Regions from separate parts of the Mus musculus genome. Here region 1 is linked to region 2. A link is a contact called in public Hi-C data. All regions are on one chromosome and are shown on one strand. The core of a region is the stretch at or near the end of the contact, and the rest is flanking DNA. Distances in the headings are between cores, read along the strand shown.

What was found. A called contact is a pair of places that touch in the nucleus more often than the background predicts.
Region 1: a Hi-C map of cerebellum shows a contact between it and region 2, with 2.4 times the contacts expected there. The contact joins two enhancer-like sites. A contact is called at or near these places in 5 of 484 Hi-C or Micro-C datasets (cerebellar granule neurons, cerebellum and cerebral cortex).

Annotation. Positions count from the first base shown.
Region 1 is chr1:83,714,952-83,719,642 of GRCm38.p6, reverse strand. No RefSeq gene overlaps it. Among named protein-coding and RNA genes, the nearest start is that of Sphkap, 310 kb to the right of the region's middle. Within about 2 kb of position 2,387, at least 3 of the 459 cell types and tissues checked have an H3K27ac peak or open chromatin away from gene starts, as enhancers often do. A contact at or near this core is called in cerebellum, where this site is marked.
Region 2 is chr1:83,503,592-83,508,236 of GRCm38.p6, reverse strand. No RefSeq gene overlaps it. Among named protein-coding and RNA genes, the nearest start is that of Sphkap, 98 kb to the right of the region's middle. Within about 2 kb of position 2,681, at least 6 of the 459 cell types and tissues checked have an H3K27ac peak or open chromatin away from gene starts, as enhancers often do. A contact at or near this core is called in cerebellum, where this site is marked.

The DNA.
Region 1 (4,691 bases), core at 1,138-3,637, 210 kb before region 2:
ATGAATTCCTAGAAGGTGTAATAGTCAGGGTTTTCTGCAGTCACAGAACATATGGAATGTCTCTCTATATTGAGGGGATTTATTATGATGACTTACAGTCTGTAGTCCAACTAACCCAACAATGAGCAGCTGTGAATGGGAAGTCCAAGAATCTAGTAGTTGTTCAGTCCCATGAAGCTAGTTGTTTCAGCTGGTTTTCTGTAGAAGTAGATTCCAACATGTGCTGGCAAGAAAGTGCAAGCAGTCAAAGAAGAATGAATCTTCTGTCTTCCAATATCCTTATGTATGTCTCAAGCAGAAGGTGTGGCCCAGATTAAAGGTATGTGGCACCATGCTTGGATCTGGTACTTGCTTTGTACCAGGCTGACCTTGAACTCAGAGATCTCCTTGCCTTGGTCTCCTAGAATTAAAGGAGTTCACTACCTTGCCTGGGCTTAAGATTTTCATGGCCACTATGCCTCAAGATCTCCATATCAAGATCCAGGTCAGAAACTTGTGTCTTCCAGCCTCAAGGTCTGGATCACAGGTGTGCCTTCCAATTCTGGATTGTAGTTCATTCCAGATATAGTCAAGTTGACATCCAGGAATACCAATTACAGGAGGATTAAATAGGGTGGGGGATGGGAGGATAGGGCAGAGGAGGAGAAATAGGGAGGGATAACAACACAAAAAGCCATTTGCAAAAGCTATGTGGAAATTTACAACTGTAGAAGTTTCATAAAATATGTAGATATATTTAAAGGTGTTTAAATGGAGTTACCATGTAGTTGTGTAGCATTGGGGAAGAATATTCTAACTAGACATAATATGCTACCAAATTCAATAACATTTTATACTAGCAAATGATGATGAAGACCTGTTTCTAGTGTTTTTCTCCATGTTGCCCTTCCTTGGAATATGAATTAGAACTGTACAGTCTGGCTGTTAATGAACACTAATAACATATTGCCCCTGGAAATATGCTCCAAGGCCAAGAGAAAATACTGGACACCATCACAGGGTCGAATACATTACTGGCTCTAGGTATTCAAATGAGTGAAGAATTGTATTCATTATATGATGTGAACGCCTGTGGTGAATCTGTGATTGCTGATGGAAAGTTGACCAAGAATTTGGGAAACTCTACATAGGCTAATAGTGGGAAAAAATTCTTTGTCAGAACAAATATGATAAGAGCAATATGGCAAAGCAAATCTGGATAAATTACAGGTAGCCCAGGTGTGGTTCCACTGAATATACTAACATAGACTTAGGTTGTGACACTTGCCCACCCAACACAATCACCTAACAATGTATATTGTAGAAGGTACCCATCCTTAAGTTTTGCATGGCTAGTTAAGGAAATGGTGTAAGTCAGTAATAGATGCCTTAAAGAAAATGGGCAAGTTTCAAAAAAGTACCCAAGTATCGAAACTGAGCAAAGGAAATATACATAATCCAAATAAAATGAACAGCAATTATAGAAACTTAGATATAAACATCCAAGAAAAATATCATAGTTGAGGTTCCAATTCCTTTGCCTGTGGATTCTACCAAACATTCAGAAACCAGTGTTTGTACATGTCAGGCCAATTCAAAGCACTCGAAAGAAACATTTATATTCACTCAAAGAGCAGTATGTTTCATGAGCAGGGACTCCAAACTCTTAGCACATTCTAGAAAACCAAGCCAGCAACATATGTACAGAATTATGAACTACATTCATTTACAAGGACATGTTAAGCCTGAAAGATAACTTCTTTTTTCAAAGGATTGAGGATAATATGTCACTGATCTTAAACCTTGAAGGCATTTTCCTGCAGACCAGAGGCCCTGATGAGTATCTCATTGTTTGCTGCTTCACAGTAGTTGATTTGATTCTCTTTCAAACAAGATCATGAGGGAGTCTACCAGTCCATGTATTGTGGATTAAAGCACTAAAACTTTGGTTTAATCTCTCCTAGGACAAGCAGCAAGGGAAAACTTTTCAGAACTGCTGACTCTTGACATTTGACCCTGGAACCATTGAGTTAGCACCTACATTTTAAAAAAGAATCTTAATTCTGGCACACACATTAAAATCTGAGGAGTATTGGCATTTTATAGTTATATGTTTCTTGAAAAGGGCTGCAGAATGTTAGTACTCCTACCAAGCCCTGTACAATTCTTTCCTCTCAGACAAGAAACAAAAATTGCATTCTGAATTTTGTTTTGTTTAAAAAATATATATACAACAGATCCTGTTTGACATTCTTGGTTCAGGTTTAAACCTGTTTTTGAAGTGAAGAAGTTGAAGTTTTGGACTGTTGGTATCATTGGAGCCCTTATTTGGGAACTGTTTGGAGGCCAGGAGAGTCATATAGTGCAAATGTTGGGAGACTGTTTATCTGCTCATTTCTGCCATTGGCTTCTGAACATATTCTCACTGATCCTCCAGATGGCGCTAGGACCATATAGTTTCTAAAGGCATCTGCAGTCATAGGAAATTTTGACTTTCTCTCTCTCTCTCTCTCTCTCTCTCTCTCTCTCTCTCTCTCTCTCTCTCTCTCTCTCTCTCCCCTTCTCCTCTCCCCCCTCTCCCTCCTGTCCCTCCTCCTCCTCCTCCTCCTCCTCCTTCTTCTTCTACTTCTTCTATGTAGTACTTTAATTTCATGAGGCAATAATCAGAAATGCACATATAACACATTTCCCCCTGTCTCAGCTACCTCTTCTGTATTTTACATGAAAAAGTGTGGAATATATTTAATGTTCATTTTTATGAAAAGCTTGGTTGTTATTCATAATAGTTCAGTTTTTATTTATTTTTTATTTCTTGAGACAGCGTGTCCAGCTCAGGTTGGCCTTGAACCTAACCCTAACCCAGTCCTAACCCTACCTAACTCTACGTAGCTGAAGGTGAGCTTGAATTTCTTATCCTCTTGACACTATCTCCCCAGTACTGAGGTTACATGGTGAGCACCACCACACCATCTTTATGCAGTGATGGGATCAAACCATGCATGGGCTTCATATATGGTAGCCAAACAATCTACCAACTAAGCTATATCCCCAGCTACATTCCAGTCTTCAAAACACTTATACGAGATTCTAAAGCATTCTACATTCCTCATTGTATGTCAACTTTCAAATGTAAGTTCCCAGGATATGCTATCCAATATCAAACATGGTAGCCAAATAATCATCACAGACTTAGCATATACTATTAGTGGTAAACCAGCATGACCTACAGCAGAGATTTGGGGAGGAGTGATTTTAGTCTTAACTGTGTTCCTAATTGGGGTATATGTTCTATTGTTTATCTTCACATTTATAATTTAATTACAACATTTGTTTCTTCCCTTTCCTCCTCCAAAGCCTCCCATCTATGTCCCTCACCCCAAACAGGCATTCTTAAACTTTACCAACTTACATTCCTTTGTCATGACCAATACTCCTGGACATTCGAAGTATGGTTGATATTGCAAGCCCCTTGAGATGAGAGTGTGCAAGACCCACCCCTGAGTACCTCCAACCAGGAGACTCCATGTATAAGACATTCTAAAGGCTTCAGAGGCCAGGTCCCCTCCCTCCAGAGACAGGCAGCCAAGCTCCACCCTCCAGAGTAAAAAGTCCAAGCTCAGAGCTTGAAATCCCAATAATCTTCACTTCCAAGAAACCCTATATAAATCCTGTCTTCTGTTCTCACCCAAGCAGAGGCAGTCACCCTTCTGAGTTTTCCCCCTTCCATCAAGTCTCATGTGTGAGGTTGCTTGTACAGTACGACTCTGGTATTTCCTGGCTCCCAATCGACTACCAGGATATCTTTGCCTTCAGAACTGTACCACCTGCATTGGGAAAACCTCCTTCCTCAGAGATGTAACACTTCCTCTGGGGAAGCTTTAACCCTTAGAGCTGTAACACAGATAAACCCAGTGGGATTCCACCGGAGAAAAGTGATTTTTTTTTTCCTCCACCAGCAGGTATCCATTGCTGTAACTTCTTGGTTGGGGGTGGGACCCTGTGTCCACTTCCCCCTCTCAGTACTGGGACCCTGTCTGGCTTCAACATTTGTTTTTGTTTGAAAGCCATGTGGCTTGCATGGAGATCTTTATCTGTTGCACATTCCAGTGATTCTTATTTTATTTATGCTTTTATCTTTGGAATCGATTTACATTTCAGTGTCCATGAAAGCAAATTTAAAACTAAATCATTTGAGCAGTGATTCCACTGAGAGGAAATGCTCACCTCTGATTCTCCTGTTTCTTTTAAGCAAGGAATCTCTGTTCCCAGAAAGGGTGAGGGTGGAGGAGAATGTCAGTTTCTTCAATTCAATCCCTTTTGGTCTTTGATCAGGAGAGGGAGAATGACTTTTTTTTTTTTTTTTTGATTGGTCACGCTGGGTGGGAGATAGCCAATTAGCTTTTACCTCTCAGTCCCTTTAAGATGTTCTGCCACCTTGTGAAAGTTTTTGAGAGCACATATTCGGGGATGGTTTTCTGCACTGTGTATTCCATTGCTGATTTCTATGTCCAGAGATCAGTTTACAGTTGCATGGTCCTGGGTTTTGATCCATCTCCTATATCTATGTTGTGTAAAGAACACTCATCAGTGATCTCTGATTGGTTAGTTAAGAGCTCATCAGCCGATGGACTGGGAAGGGTATTCAGTACTTCAGATCCTAGTGGGCAGGGTCACAGAGAGACCAGAGAGGAAGAGAAGGGACCATGAGGCAG
Region 2 (4,645 bases), core at 1,432-3,931:
TGGGCAATGAGCCTTACATCATCCTCTACAGAGAGGCCCTACCTGCTAATGACACCACAATGCAGATTAGGCCTCAATTTAAGATTTTGATGGAGACATCAAACTCATACCATACGTATTCAGAAGACAGCCATCATAAGATCTCATGGAGGATGCTTCATGCAGAAAACTAAAGCATGCCACATATTTGATCACCATTTTGGAGAGTCCCTTATATAAATATCACTCCATAGGGAGGTTTTTTATTAAGAATACATTCCATGCAAAAGGTTTGTCTAAGTTGTGGGTGGGCATGCTCTTGATTTGACAAATTATTCCAATAGCACCTGTTTAGAGAAAGGTCACATGTTAATCTCCCTGCAAGATGGAAACTGCATAGTGGCAGAAATTTTCTTTAATGTGCTATTAGAAACTCATGTTTCTAAAACTGCCTAGTGCTGTAATAGATGCTTAAAATAGCCTGTTGGAAAAATATGTAAATTTTCCTTTCTACCTACACACAGGTGAGTAAAGGAAACAGGTAGTGTATACTCAGTTTCTGTTAATGCTCTAATCATAATGCATTTAGAGCCTCAGGAAATACATTTATTGTGGTCTCATTTTCTTGCATTTCCGAGGCCTTACAGTTATGAACTTAACAAAGTTGTGTTCCTTCTATAATACTCAAGGATGATTCATTTTCTTACTGTTTTGCAGATAAGCAAGTAACTTATTCTACTTTCACAATACTCTTAACTCATGTCTGCAACATCTCTGTATACATATTCACAAGTTTAGGAAACTCTGATATGGACATGTACAGAGGGGGTCAAGTTTTTAACCTACCATACCTGGTGAATTCATCAGACACAGGTGGTACAAATAATAATGGCAAACACAAATCAGAAGGTTGTAAGTGTAGGGCTCATGAGATACAACTTTGGTATCTCTCTTCAAGAAACAATCTGTCAAATGCACACATCTGCGGCCTTCGCAGCTTTAGTTCAATAAGCTCTTTGGGAGAACAGCTAGCCAATGCTTTAACACAGAAAGACTTCCCAAGCCGTTCCACTTCTATCCACCATATCCACCACTATCAGGATGTATTTGTCAGATCAGCATCACACTCTATCCTGTCCTGCTTCCTTTCCCCTCCCCTTCACACACTTTTCACCTTATACCTCTAGCTCAGTGTGTTCTTGCTCAACCAGTCCAATGTTATAATAGCAACAGTCCCCATTTGAAATTGGTCTTGGTGAGATTTAGAAATAGAAGGTCAAGTTTACGAATCATGAAGCAATCTGGAAGAATTTTATGGAGAGGGTTATTAGACCTCTATTCGTAGACTGTGGGAGGGACTTTCAGTGAGAGAGACCCAAAAAAGCATTAAGTACTTTTGGAGAACCACTTATTTCTAGAAAGCCCCATTGATGAAAGTCACTAGCATAGCAAGTGCCAATGCCACGACCTCCTGAAAAAGAGCAGTGACTTATCCTTAGGTCTTAACCTGTCAGCTTTACTGGCTGTATTTACCATGTGTGAGTCATGTGTGTGTGTGTGTGTGTGTGTGTGTGTGTGTGTGTGCATGTTAATAGTACTCAGGTTCATGTCTGTGGGCAGAACCATCTACATGGCCATATGGGGAGGCGAAAGTTTGACATTGGTTGTCTTGATTGTTCTTGATTTTCTCATTGAAGTATACTTTCTCATTGAGCCTGGAACTTTCTGATTCAGCTAGTCTGGCTAACCAAACATCCCTGGGGGAACTCTGCTGCCTACACATTCGAACACAGGTCAACCAGGCCTGCCTGGTGTCTGTATGGCTGTCAAGCATCTAAATTCTGTTCTGGTGCCTGCTCAGCAAATGATTTTTGCACCAAGCATTACTCTTTGTATTTACAACAAAACTTCATTGTATTTGTTAATTCAAAAGGAAGAACAATTTGAACATTTTAGGCAAAAGTAAAGCAGTCTTTCTTGGTTCCTTAGGTGGCAAAGATAATGTTAAATCCTTTGAACTTTCTTATTTTTTCTGAGAGTAAACCTCACTCTTAACAGATTAACAAGGCATGAATAAATTAGGATCTTATTCATTTATTTGTCTATACTTTACTTAACTGAGAATATAGTTAATCTAACCAATAAGCTATCTATTCAATTGTGAAAAAAATATTTTAGTTAAAAAACTAATTTTAAAATATTCTCTCTAAGTTCAAATTTTGGCTTTACAGTAACATTTTAATTGTGGTAAGAACTGACAGTTTTTCTGTTTTGATTTTGGACTCTCATACCTGAGGATTATTACCCAATATTTCATTAGAAATTGGCATGTTTCTTGCATATATCTGATTGTTTGGATACATATGTGCAGATAGTGTGCTGTTGCTATTTTCCTTTTAATTATTTCATGGTAATATTACATTTTAATATTTTATCACAAATCCTGAGCAAACCCTAACATCTCTAAAGTATATAATTCTTTTCCCATCCCCCTATTTTTCTATCTAGTAGGGAAGAAAAAGAACACAATGTTGAAAAAGGAAGTCCAGGGAGTTGCAGGTTTTATTTTAACCTTAAGAACAAGCTTGAAATTTGCTCTGCAAATGGATAAACTGAATCCCAAAATAGTAACACACTTGTGCTGACAGATGGAGGTGTGGAGAGAGAAGACTATGCCTAGCAACTGCTGCCCAAGGCGATCCCATCTGTCACCAGGACCCTGCAATGCCTGTGCACTCAAAATTACCTGGTCCACTAACGGGCAGTGGTTCATGCTTCCATCATTTATTTCACTGAGAGTTGGACTAAACCTCTCACAAGGATTTGGAATGGCAAATATAACCAGAGTCTGCATTCAAGATGCTAAAATATTATCATTTTAAAGACACCACCTTTAATTTTTTCCCCTAAATATCATACTTAGGACATAGAAGGACAATGATGATGGGAATGGTAAAAGGAGAAAAATAAAAAGAGAAAAAAGAAAATAGCTTCTCCTCAAACATTTTCTTTAAAAAAAAAGAAGCTTATTTCCCTCCCCCTCCCAATGCAATGACAATAAATTAAGCTAGTTAAACAATAGAAAAGTCTAATTCATTGCTCCTATTTAGGCAAAACCCAGCATCTGATCCCAGTATCTTCAGCCAGACTGCCTGGGTTTGAACCTAACTCTCTTGCCACTAACACTGGCAACTCTGGTATGTTTCTGGCCTGTTTAAGCCTCAGTTTCTCGGAGTTAAATACGAATTAATAATTATGGCTATGTCAGTGTTTTGATGGGTGTTAAATCACTTAATACGTATGAGACTCTTAAAGCAGTTCCTGTTAGAAGATAGTCACTCATCAACATCCAGTTAGACTCTGAGCCAGAGGAGAGGATACCAGCCTGAACTCGCTGAGGCCTCTCAACTGGACTGAAGCATAGTAAGAAAGCAAGATGGATTTCTCGACACTTTAGAATTCAGGTAGGTTCCTCATTACCAAAGAAGATCTTCTATACCCAAAGTTACCTCTGTGACCACAGTGCACAGCTTTCCCACAGGGCACAAGAACTTATACTTTTAATAGAAACAGTTTTTTATATTATGGCATCAAAAGTTTAAAGCCATTTCTCCTGTCCTGAATTTTATTATAAGATCTGAATGTCAATTTCTGGGTGTGTAAGCAAAACCATCCTTCATAGGGCCCTATCTTTGTTCAACTGATAAGTGTTTTGCGTGCACGCACACACACACAAGTATCCACATTTCATAAAAAGTAAGTAAAATTTTAATCTATATGATTTGAAGACCAAATAATATATATTTAGTGTCAATGAATAGAAGAGAAATAAGTTGGTTTATATATTTCATACCTAGGACACTTTAAATTCAATGAGTAGGTGGTAGAAAAAAATACCCCACTGCTTGCATAGATATCTGTTCATGTACATGTAATTCAGTAGATCAGCAACTTGGTGAGCTGGCCTCTGGTCAGGGCACCTACTGTTCCCATACTTTTCATAGCAAGTCACAAATTGTTCACACTGATCCTAATTCCAACTGTAATAAACCTGGAGCCATTCAAAATGTTGATCTTATTTAACAGTTTGTACAGTCAGTGCTGTGTGCCCAAACAGTCACAACACATTGACAGGGAATTGATCAGACAGAGTCATTCAAAGGAGGGTAGAGAGTGATAAAATAACTTTTCCCCCATAATTTTTTCTTTTCTCATCAAAGCTCTTGGACTCCTACATGCCATTCAAATAGGAATCTGTTTTCCCAATCTTCATTCAGACCTAGATGTCAAGATGGAGTGAGCATCTGTGAGAAATAGTTGTTGCCTCTTAGAACAAAACCATTGAGAAAATGAAGTCAGTGATTCCTTTATTATCTTTTTCACATCTCTGGGCCCTCAATTCCCTTGAAGTGTATTACATTGATAGAAATCACTTGCATTGTATTTCTCAAGAAGAAAACAAAGCATAATTCCCAAAATGCATGAAACTTAAGAAGAAGGAAGGCCAAAGTGTGGATACTTCCATTCTTCTTAGAATTGGGTACAAAATACCCATGGAAGGAGTTAACAGACACAAAGTGTGAAGCAGAGACTGAAGGAATGACCATCCAGAGACTGCTGCATCTGGGGATCCATCCCATATACAACCACCAAACCCAGACACTAT